2 separate regions of the Mus musculus genome follow, and region 1 is linked to region 2. The links are chromatin contacts, called in public Hi-C maps. All regions are on one chromosome and are shown on one strand. The core of a region is the stretch at or near the end of the contact, and the rest is flanking DNA. Distances in the headings are between cores, read along the strand shown.

Region 1 (6,146 bases), core at 653-3,152, 140 kb before region 2:
CTCTGGCTTGTGTCTTGGATGTGGGAAGTGCTTGACCACGTGACTTCACTGGGCCCCTCTGTGCCGGCTAAGAGTGATTTGAACATGGGGCGTATGGCGCTTAGGACAGGTGGATTGCTCTCTTCATGCCAGATCCTGGTTCTGCTCTGCTTTCCAAGCCACCTCTCCACTTTTCACCCAGCTGCACCCTTTGGTCTTCCCACAGATCCTTCGAGTAATGTATACTATTGCTACAGGGACTGGGGCTCTATTCTTCAAACCTACTCTTGTCATACCTGCCCAGTATGTTCTTCCCCTAACGGTGCAATCTTACTCCCCTTTAAAGTTGTTAGCAAATTCTCCTGCTTTGGAAAATATCCCTGCTCTGTATTGTTCATGCCTGCATCTGCTGAAGATGAACACCTTGCCTCTCACCCTTCCACCCAGCTCATCCTTCATGCTGTGGACTCTGGTTTTTACCCAGCTCTGGGACCCTTTATATTTTCATAGCATGTCTGCAACTCAGACCATAGCACATGCTTCAGGAATGCTCAGTGCACCAAATAGAGTCCATACGTCTCCACTGAGGGTGAACAGACCTTTTACAAGTGTGTGAGAAACTTTATGAAACGTTTATGGTTTCTCTTTACTCGGAAATGTCTGGCCTAGAGCCTCCCACAGGCACTTCTAACATAGTGAAGTATTTTAAGGAAGGACTCTGCACTGCCTTTTCTCTGACCTGATCAACGTCTCACCGGGATGCCGGTGCTCTGTACAAGTAAGCATCTCAGCCGTTTGCTTCCTTCCTCCATTGCACAAGTACTTCATCCCAAGCTTCTGTGGGCCAGAACTAGTTGGGTAATTCTTAGTGGTGTGCATGCCGTTTTGTAGTGTAAACACAGCCTCAGTTTTTCCATCTGCAAAATGCAAATAACTTCTCGCCACTGACAGCACTGTGCCATCTTGAAGAACAATGACAGTGTGTGCAAGAATACTTAAGAGTCATTCAGAATAAACTTGTCACAGAGATGCCCAAAGCTATTTATCACACGGCTGTTTCTGAGACCATGGGTGATTTTGCCACCTTCCTATCATAGCAAGGGAAATGTATAAACTTCTTAGTTAAAATAACCTCTATAATTTTTTTTGTTTTTTTGTTTTTTTTAAAAAGAAAGAAGCAAGAGAGGAGAATTCCACCCACCATGGTTGTAGAGAATAATCCCATATCCTGTGCCTTACATTGAAATCTTAAAGCCTAGAGGCAGATTGCCTAAGATTCAAATTCATATTGTGTCAGTGGGAGGATTTCAGTACATATAAAAGTTTTGCTATGCATGGCCTTCCACTGCAGGGAACCGTCCAAGAAGACACACACAAAAAATGCTTTTGATCTGTATGTATGAAAACTGCTTATGTAAAACAGTAACAGAAAGATTTAAAAAAAATGTTCATTGAAAATAGTGGGTTAACCATCTGCTAAAAATCACCACACAGTGTCATCACCTGATCTGCAGAGGTTTTAAAGCAACCAGGGTAAATAATTACTATTGCTGTCACCTTTTACATAAAGTTGGAAACATTGTTTATAAGAAAGATTCCCTGAAGCAAACAAACAAGAAAGCCTACCACAATCATGGAGATTTTTCTGTCAATGTAATTGGGTGAGAGCTTATGCTGAAATTATTTCAATAAAATATTTTCTATCACTTCAGAGAAGTGTAGTGAATTTGTTGGAAGTTCAAATACCACTCCAGTACACAAAATTCACATGGTTATCCACTGTGATCTTTATAGCATATAGCAAATATGCTATAAGCACTTGTAATTCACAGAACTAACCGGGCTACAGTCCACCTTTAAGCTTCCAAAGGCTACAGAAAGTCGCCAACACAGTTGAACTGTTCCAGGGGAATCCACCAGAGGGCGGACAGACACAGCCCAGCTAACAGGGACTGTTTACCATTACCCATCCACAGCACTGAGCTATTGCTTAAGCTATGCTATTCACCCTCGCTTTGCAAACACTTAAGGGCGTCTCTACAGAATCTTAGAGTGGGGACGCTTTTGATGAATTAGTCAACCAGTCCATACTGGATTGGGGTATTCACATGATGTAAAGGGCCTCACTGGAATTCCCAGGAGACGGTATCGTCTGTATTACCCACTCTTCAGAAACAGACCTTGTCTTTCATAGTTTCTCATTCAGCACTTTTTTCTGTCCCTTAAAGTATATAATGGCCACAAAGTCTACACTGAGACACTTGTAGTAACCACACAGGATCCTCAGGGTGAGCTGACCTTCTGGTGATTATGTTATTTCAGGTGTGTTACAATCATAAATACGCTAAGCTAAGACAGCACGGAATGCCATTAATTAAGGTTGCAGTGGGGTAAGATATGAAAGTATTTTAATATAGATTGAGAACTCATGAACTTTCTGACAGTGCATTTCTATTAATATATATATATATATTATTTATTGGTTACTAATTCATTTAAAATACTAATTCATATAGTTTACCATTCATTTATAGTTTTTATACAAAGGCTGTTACTAGAATAAACTCCAACCCTAATGCTCATAGGTATGGACTCTAAGATTAACATATCTAATCACATTGATTAATGATAGTGTCTCCTTGTTGTGATGGGACAAGGAATATGGGCTTGGAAAAACTCAGTGGATGTTCTTTCCAATAAGGTTCAAAGTCACCTGTTTCTAACAGAGACTAAAAGGTAAAGTTGGTCAAGTGAAGATGACCATGTCTGTGCGAGTGAGTGAGTGTGTGTGTGTGTGTGTGTGTGTGTGTGTGTGTGTGTGTGCGTGCGCGCGCGTGTGTGTGCATGTGGCCGTGTCTGCAGTCTCTGAACTGGGTAAAATATTGCGGGGGGTGGGAGGTGGGGAATCGAGTTAGAATGGGTGTTACATTGTTTTTCTTTACCTGAATGGATTTTTCATGCCACTTCAAAAACAAAACCCCATTTTAATCTGGTTTGGGGGAAAGTCTGTAGACTTTTGGGGCCAGTGGAGGTGGTGTAATGTTATGTAAATGGAACCGGGCACTGGAACCTGGTGTTTGTGTCAGCTCTGCCACCTTGGAAAGTCACTTCTCATTATCCTGGGGGCCTCAGTTTTCTCATTTGTAAAACAGTCCACTGGATGAGGAATTCATGAAGACCCTTCTGCCCATGAGACCACGTGGTAAACTGACGGTCTCCAGCGATTGGTAGGCTAAGGGACAGTAGCCCCTCCTCTCATCACTCATTGGCTTAGAACGGAGGACAAGCACTCCAGATAGCTGTGAACTTGGTGAGAGTGGAGAAGGATGAAGAGAGAGAGAATGGATATAAAATACGAGCAGAAGATTGCTTTCATTTGAGTAGCCTTAGACTTTTTAGTGCTCTGAACAGAAGCAGGGAAAAAACGGTTAGTATTTACTGGAATTTATATTTTTAGGTCATTGAGTGTTAAGGACAAATTTCAATTATCTCATATAAAAAAAATCTTGCTTGCATAAACTATTTTTGGGGGCCTGCGTAAATAGAAGAGACCCAAAGCTTTAACCGCTCCCTGTCTCTCAAGCTAAATCCCACCAAACCCTTTACTTTAGAATGCTAACTACCTTTAGTTATCAAAGCAAGGTCAACAGGTCTAGGTAGCCAGGGCTGTGGTGGGCCAGGCTGTATTCGCACCTTCTAAACGCAAACTAGATGCCTTGACCAAACAGCTTAAAGAGATGAGAAGAAAGCACGTGACTGGAAGGACACAGGACACAGACACGGAGAGCACGTACCTGTGGGGATGAACGCCGTGTGCTGCTGCAGCTGCGCACTGGTCAGAGCCTGCTGGTAGTGCAAGACGCTGGGGTTGAAGACCGTGCTGGCCCCGTTGCTTTTTTCAAGTGCTTGTCTCTTTGGTAAGGGATGAAGAGCACCCGGAGGGAAGGCCTGAAAGCGAAGAATTCGATAAGATGTGTCCAACTTAAAGCAAGCTTGCATTCCACCTCCACAGAGATCATCAACTGCAACATTCTCTTTCTCTTTTCTTTTCTTTTCTTTCTTTAAAAAAAAATGACAGCTAAAGAGATGCCTCTGCCATGCACCTTAATTTAAACAGCGGCAATGTCGAATGAGTGAGAATTTGTTATTGAGAGCGGAAGCATGAATTCTGTAACCCAAAAACAGTAGCATCTCAACTAAGGGAAAGAAAAACTACCAAGCAACAACAATGGAAAAAATGGCTTCAGCTTTTTTTTTTTTTTTTTTAATAAATACAGGTTAAACTACACTAAGGGGAGAAAGGAGCATTTGGCATTTGCGTTATTATTAATATCTATTCTTTAACTGAATGGCAGTTTCTTGAATTTAAAGGTTAATAAGAATTACAATGAGCATTTTTTCTGAGCCACATAATTTAAATTTGCTTCACTCTTTGGAAAAGGTATTAAAATTTTGTTAGATTCAATATTTATTTCCCAGATTACATATGCAAATGAGATGACTAAACACCTTATTGAATTCCTCCATTTTAAAATTAATAATAATGATTGGCTGCAACCAGTATTTTACATACAAATCTCGGCTGGTTCTCTGAAAAGCTACATGCAAAGCGAAAGGTGAAAGGTCAAAGTACCAGGTCTACAGTTGCTTCGAGAGGTCGCTTCAGTGCTTTGGCAGTCGACTGAGTCTTTTAATAACAGGCAGCGAGCACATGATGGCAGTGGGCCAATGGGATTCAAGCGAATTAACATACAGGTAAACAGCAAGCAGAGGTGCATCATGGGAACGGCATTGCATTGTGGATAGGTGAGAAGGAAAAAAATATTCTGAATGCAATATACAACGTACAAAACACTAGGCATGCACAACAACAAAAATGTTCTCTAAAGAAATGAATATTACACCTTAAATTAGTATCGAAGCAAAAAATGCATCTACTATACCTTAGTTAAAAGCATATAAGAGAGTAAAATATAGATGTTTGAAATTCAGGAAAGTTAATTAAAACAGCAGCTTGCATACACACCATAAGCACTTTTTTATATTGCTTCGGGAGTGGGGGGGGGGTGGGGGAGATGCAAAACTTTTAAGGACCATAGGGCTGAAGAACATCTGATAAGTTAGTTCTGATATAAAATAATGAAGAAATCAAGTACATTCCAATTTGAAAAAAAAATCTTCATTTAGCTCTGTTTTGATTCAGATTAACCTAACAAAATGAAGTGGCAAACTGAGACAAAAAAAAAATTCAGGCAAAAAATATTCAAACACAAGGTTATTTACTCAAAACGGTTTGGGTTTGGGTCGTTATTTTTTGGCTGAATCACATGGGAAATTGCCTCAGTTCCTGTCTTCATTCTGCTAGGGTGTAGGGTGGGTCTCAGCATGTGGGTGAACATTCCAGACCTTGGACAATTTGAATTTAAACAGGAACTTCCCCAGTGTTTCACTTTTACTGTGCTTCATTTCAAAATACTAACTTATCATCCGTTCTGTTTCTACTACATTTGAAATTATAATGTATTTCAAACAACTTACCAGAGTATATACTAAGAAAGTAGCCTCTACAAAAGGCATGTCACGTCGTTGGGTATTACAGGCATTTCTCTTTAGTAATGCTATCGGTACTTTTAGCTACGATCAGGGGTTAACCGGTTGATGGCAAGTGGGACTTTCTCTAGAACAAGCAGCTAAACTAGCAGGGAACTGCCTTCAGATAGGCAGAGCGCTGCCTTCAACTTACACCAGTACTTCTGGGAAGATGGCTTCATTTAAACAACCAAGAGTATTGGCTATGGATTGATTTAGACCTCAATGGAAAAAAAAAAATCTCTTCTTTCTGGTTGTTCATAGGTGAAACAATTCTAGGATAGGATTCTGTGAAAGTAAGGAGGTCCAGGAAGCAGCTTCAATGCGCATGGGAACAATGGCCATCCCCCTTTATGATGAGAACAATAGGTAAATCCCCAAGGTTTGTCCAATAGAATTCAGTCTGAAGGTCGTGGGAGAACGGAGGTCTTTGAAAGGAAGGGAGATGGAGCTTCACCCTCAAGACAGGAACAATCAGTGATGTTTTCCTTGGCAAAGGTAGAGTTGCCCATCATTCCATGACTCAGGATAAAAAAACAAAACAAAGCAAAACAAAACAAAACAAAACAAAAACAAAT
Region 2 (5,960 bases), core at 249-2,748:
ATTGTACTATCTGAGCCAGGCTGCAGGTCTCTCAAATGGCACCCATTTCAGCTCCGCAAATGAACATATATATGACTGAAGCACAGGTGTGACTATTCAGACTGTGTGCGAGGCCACCTCATCCGACAGGTCAGAGTAAAGAAGCACCCTTTGAGCCCTACATTTATTAACTAGTGCCTTCCAACTCTAAGATATTCCCAAAGCTTTTTCTTCCTAAAAATCTCACCTTGCAAAATGGCTTAAGACTTAAAGAGCCATAGTTAGGGGATTTATTTGGGAAATATTGCATTTCTGGAGATACCCAATGTATACGAGAGTAATAAAGACCCTGAGAAGTTCTGCAGGAAAGAAATGTATAATACTATTGAACCCCAAATGGATAGCTCCTATTGATAGAATAGTTACGCCCTGGGAAACACAGGTCTTCAGGGTAGCAAGCTCAGGGAGTAAGAATTCCGTCTGAGCAGAAACAACTGTTTGGACTCACCTTGAGTGAGTGGCTAGCATTTTCAAGTCCATTTTAGTAAACATGATGAAACTAGTCACTGGTGCTTTTCCACAAGCTGATGGAGGTTTACAGCTGCCCTGTATGGGGAGTGGGGACAGAGGCGACTGAAATACAGGGAGAAAACAGCAAGTGGAGGAAAGGGAGACAGAGGAGACCCAGGGCATCCTGGAAGGCCAAGCCTGTTGCTCACCTAGCCTTGTGGAATTCCTTGTTCAAGGCCCCACTACTTCACTAGCTTCACTACATTTACACTAGCTTCAGTGTAAACGCACGCACGTTGCTGACCCCAGATCCCACTCTTCGCCCAAGCTCATTTCTGCTTCAGTTCTTGTGGAGATAGTACATCGTTGTTAACATTATTAAAGGTAATCCAAGAGGCATTGAGAATAGTGGGAGGATCTAGGAGCTAATCAGCCCCAGCGCAGGCTCATCTCTCTTAGTCTTAGCCTGAGATCCCTGGGCCCTAGGAGGCTTCATTGCTGTGATAGAAAGGGGCACTTCCCAGAACTCATTAGTTCTTAGGAAATGATAAATGCCCAATAAACACTGCCTGTTGTTTTCAGTGTGGGTCATAGCCTAGTTCTAATATTATGCAAGTTTTATAGCCTGGGCTTGATTTTCACTGTCAGTAACAAAAGGTAGAATTCTCCTTGTCTTCCCACTCCTATCAGCTGAGTGAAGGCTGAGAGGTCAGAATCTATGAAAATGAACCACAGACTCCTGGAATAGCCTGGGTGCTATCCCCAGCAGCCGTGTCGTGAATGAGGTGGACAAAGCTGGCATGGAGGTAGAAAGCACCCCTGCTTCCTTATTTTCTCTCAGAGGCTCAGCAGCAAATGCATCCCAGGTAGATTTTGCTGGGTCAGATGATTTCTTGCTGAGTCATGACTATGGATACAACTGAGAGAGACAAAGGGATGTTTGCCGGGGGCTGACGCCATCTCTAGCTACATATTTGCTTTTTATCGATTGATTTAATAGCTTTGATCTTTGATCTCAGAAATAGCCCTGTGTGTTACATAAGAGTAAAGCCACTCCAGTCCCGGTGAGGCAGAGTGAACACCTGGGTTATAAAACAAAAACAGGTGAAGAATCAGATTCGCCAGATGTACTAGGCTTTCCCTACCTCTCTGGGTTTTTGTCTTCACATATTTGATTAAATTTAAAATTAAAATTTAACGTTGGTTGTGCGTTTAACACAGAGATCCATTTTGATGACACATTGCGGTGGGGCAGGGTTGAATTTTGTGTTCTATCTGGGTCAGCTGAGTAAATCAACAGCATTAACGAGCTTTATTAAATCATCTTAGTAAAAGCCCCGCTGTCGTAACTGTTTACTTAACTCTACATCCAACCAAAACAGCTGCCACCCACCCCCTGACGGATTCTGTTCTGAACGGGAGTTCTTTTCTTAGGAGGGAAGATAGCAGAGGGGTTGCAATCCAAAGGCAGTCTATTGAGAGTCCATTAAAGGACACTCTGTGACAAAGTAGCCTCCAGATAGACCCCGACTTCCTATTAAGAAGGAATACAGTGCAAGGAGTGCAGTCAAGGAAAACATTTTGCTCTTGTCTTTTACTTTATTTTATTTCGTTTGTGGTGTGTGTGTGTGCGTGCACACTCATGCTTGAGTGCTTGCCCATGCTTAGGGAACTGCACACACATGTGGGGTCCAGAAGAGGAAGATGTCAGACATTTCCCTTTATCACGAGGTCTCTCACTTGTAGCCCACGTCTGGCTTTTATGTGGGTGCTGAGGAGGATTTCGACTCAGATCCTCCTGTTTACACAGTGAGCGCTTTTAACTGCTGAGCCGAATACAAGCCTCTTGCTTTATTTGACTTTGCATTGCTTTGGCTCCTGGGACAGGATCAGCTTGTGGTTCTCCATCTTTGGAGTATATCACCACCCCTGACTTCTGCCATACACACACACACACACACACACACACACACACACACACACACACACACACAGAGAGAGAGAGAGAGAGAACTCTGCAAAGGCCACTTAATTCCTCTAGAGCCAGCTGCATTGACTCAGAAACCAATGTCTGCTGAGATTTGGAGCCATGCTGGTGTGAGATGGGAAACAGCCCTTCCTACTCCTTAAGAAGAATTACCACAAATAAACCCACCAACCATTTAAATATTTTTAAACGTATGTGTTTACGTGTGCATCTGTGTACATGTGTCAGCACCTGAGTGCAGTCCCAGCTGTGACCAAAAGAGGGCACTGGATCCCTGGTAGCAGAAGTTACAGATGGTTGTGAGCTACTCAGCCACTGTGATGGGAACATGTCTCTGGTCTTCTGTGAGAGCCAGAACACCTCCTAACCACTGAGTCATCTCTCTAAGCCCTTCTATCTGTCATTTAATTGGTATACTATTAACAAAATTTTCAGTGTTCTTAAGATAGTGTGCCTGTTTTCTTTCCATTTAAACTGTAAATCTAACCAGCAGATGGAAGTAAATTCCCTAATTAAAACAACTGAATTCTGTTTATGAAACAAAGGTAGAATTCCTCAGTTTAGTTGCACGTTGCTAACAGCTTGATTATATATGCCCCTAGCTGGATAAAACCATCTTCTGTTGAATAGATGTTGGAAATGTTTAAAATGCAGAGATGTTCCCAGATACATTAACAAGCTTTGCATGACCTGTGGTGTTCCATGGGAAAGTGGTAGCTGCTGAGTGGAGAAGATCTTACATGTGGCCTGCAGGAGAAGGTCACGTGGCTGCTGTCCCCCACGAAGAAGACATGTGTCACTGCGGCCAATGTTTCAGACTGACACAGCCTCCAGAGACAGATTAGGTGGCAGGCAGAGGCAGCCCACTTTGGCTGCTTTGGTTCCTATGGCAGTGTGTGCATGTATGTGCATGTATGTGCATGTATGTGTGCATGTATGAGTGTATGCTGCATGTGTGCAGCCAAGCATTACAAGGCCATCGTCTTTGTCACCTCTGCTCAGTATTGCTTTGGCTATCTGTGCTTCTATATGAGTTCTATGATTGGTTTCTATTTATATGAGGCTTATCATCAGATTTTATGGGGACATACTATGTAAACCATTTTGAGTAATATGGATGTTTTAACATTGAGTATTCCTATTCATGAACAAGATATGTCTTTCCATTTATTGATGTCATTGTGAATATCTTCCTTGAGTGTCTTATAATTTTCATTGTAGATATCTTTTATCTGCTTGGTGAATTTATTCATAGTTCTTCTGGTAGAATTGGAAATGGGATTGCTTTCTTGATTTCCTTTTTAGCTGGTGTACTGTTGGTTCGCAGTGACGTGGCGGCTTCTACATGTTGATTTTGTGTTCTGTAACTACCAGATTTACCAGGTCAAACGGTTTTCTTGGTGGAAAACTTAGGTTTTTCTACGAATAAGATTGTGTTGTCTGCAATCAGGGCTAATTTGTCTTCCTCCTTTCCAATTTGGATGTTATTTATTTCTCTCTCTTGCCTAATTGCTCTGGCTAGGACTTCTAGTATATTGAACAAATGTGACAAAACAAGACATCCTTTCTCTTGATCCAGATTTTAGAAAAAATGCTTTTCACATTCCTGGGTTCCGTGTGATGTTGTTTGTGTGTTTGAAGCACACAGTGTGATTACATGGAAGTATGTTCTCTCTGCACCTACTTTAGTGAGCATTTTACCATGAAAGGAGGTGGAATACAACAGGCAAATGAATGAACTACTCTATTTAGTTCCAAATTTTACATTTTGTACTCATTTTCCTTGTGGGCTTCCTCTGCTCATTCACTGTCCATTCAGTTAGATCCATCTATTTCTCAGGCAGTCTCTGTGCTGGCTTGGGTTGTAGATACCCTTGAGCTACTGAAGAACAAAGGCGAGAGAGAGAGAGAGAGAGAGAGAGAGAGAGAGGGAGAGAGAGAGAGAGAGAGAGAGCGCTCAGTGGTCAAGAGCATCTGCTGCTTGTGCAGAGGATTTGAGTTCATTCCCAGGACCCCCATGCTGGCTCATAACCAGTTATCACTCCCGTTCCAGGGAATCAGATGTTCTCTTCTGGTTTCTACAGGCATTGCAGTCAGATGGTGCACATACATCCATGCAGGCAAAAAATATACTTGCATACAATAAAATGATAAAAAAATTAAAGGTATAAAGCACACATAGACACATACCTTTCTAGAGAAAAGAAAGATTGTCAGTAACTTAATGAAATACCATGTGTCAGCATAGTACACATGTCAGCATAGTAGATGTGTTATAGACTTGTGAGAGACAGGGGTACAGAATTCAGGGTCTGGCAGGTGTCTCTAACATCAATTAGAGGTCAGAGGCAACTCCATCAAGAAACTTGAATTTGGTTAAACACTAAGAGAAAGCAGGTCAGCAAGCAGTGGAGATACCAGAGAAGAGGGTGTTTCTGAGACAGAGGAAAGTGCAGTAAGCAGATCTCCAGGGGAGTCTAAGCTCCCCTGGAGCACAGAGGGACAGCAATGGAAGTGCCCAGAAAAGGGGGCAACTCAGCAGTAATGGGAAGATGGCTTTTCTACACTGGGCATAAGCTAAGATAGTGCTCTGAAGGTTTGGGCCTCATTACTAGGGTTGTTTATCCATTAAATTCACCCAATTCTGTACATGAATTACAATGCCAGGGTTCGTTTGCAAATCCCACATTGAAATGAGCTTTGGCAAAATTCTGACACTGCCTCACCTCAAAGCCTAAACTTCTTTTGTAAAGCAATCCACCTTGATGTTTCCACGTACAAGCGACCTATTTTGAGAGTAAAGTTCTTTTTCTTTTGTTTTTTTTTGTTTTGTTTTGTTTTGTTTTGTTGTTTTGTTTTGTTTTTTTTTTTGAGACAGGGTTTCTCTGTATAGCCCTGGCTGTCCTGGAACTCACTCTGTAGACCAGGCTGGCCTGGAACTCAGAAATCCACTTGCCTCTGCCTCCCGAGTGCTGGGATTAAAGGCTCAGGGCAATGTGAATTCTAACAACAGAGATACTTTGCTATAATTTCCCTGTCTCTGGTCCAGCACCTGGAGACCCGTGCGTCTGTACAGCTAACAACTTTGTTTTTCATAAAGGAAGGACGAGAGGACTGGAATGAAAAGAGAAATACAGACCACGAAGAGAAGACAAAGGTCCAACGCTGGAACAATTTCTTTGACAAAGGACCAAATCTTCCCAATTTGCTGGAGGCCCCAGGCCAAATGTGGCAGTGAAGAGAGTCACTTCACAGATGGGGGCGGGGTTCCACATTGTTGTGATCTGGATAGGAGTTTGTCTTCATAACGGGGAGCATTTCCTGTTCCCGTCTCCTTCCATCCTACAGCCTAGCCTGTCATATCACGGCTGCAAGGTGTCTGCGATCCTCCGTAGGCAGCACTCCTAGCTCAGGCCCTGCAGAGGTCATTGGCTCACTGCAGCAGACGAGAAGTGGAGTTGAGGTTGCTACAGAGAAAAGGGCT

The links. Hi-C and Micro-C count contacts between places; a contact is called where the count stands out from the background.
Region 1: a Hi-C map of rod photoreceptor shows a contact between it and region 2, with 4 times the contacts expected there. The contact joins two enhancer-like sites. A contact is called at or near these places in 6 of 15 datasets of contacts at CTCF or cohesin (the G1E-ER4 cell line, the NIH/3T3 cell line, embryonic stem cells and 3 more), 185 of 484 Hi-C or Micro-C datasets (the 63-12 cell line, the AML12 cell line, B cells and 110 more), 27 of 115 datasets of contacts at active chromatin or transcription factors (the 230-238 cell line, CD4 T cells, CD4 single positive thymocytes and 20 more) and 4 of 9 other capture datasets (adipose tissue, embryonic stem cells, liver and 1 more).

The regions. Positions count from the first base shown.
Region 1 is chr14:120,394,232-120,400,377 of GRCm38.p6, reverse strand. Mbnl2 (muscleblind like splicing factor 2) reads right to left here. Exons shown (of 8, transcript NM_207515.2): 6 at 3,774-3,927. Among named protein-coding and RNA genes, the nearest start is that of Gm26679, 8.4 kb to the right of the region's middle. Within about 2 kb of position 1,902, at least 29 of the 459 cell types and tissues checked have an H3K27ac peak or open chromatin away from gene starts, as enhancers often do. A contact at or near this core is called in rod photoreceptor, where this site is marked.
Region 2 is chr14:120,253,114-120,259,073 of GRCm38.p6, reverse strand. No RefSeq gene overlaps it. Among named protein-coding and RNA genes, the nearest start is that of Mbnl2, 20 kb to the left of the region's middle. Within about 2 kb of position 1,498, at least 21 of the 459 cell types and tissues checked have an H3K27ac peak or open chromatin away from gene starts, as enhancers often do. A contact at or near this core is called in rod photoreceptor, where this site is marked.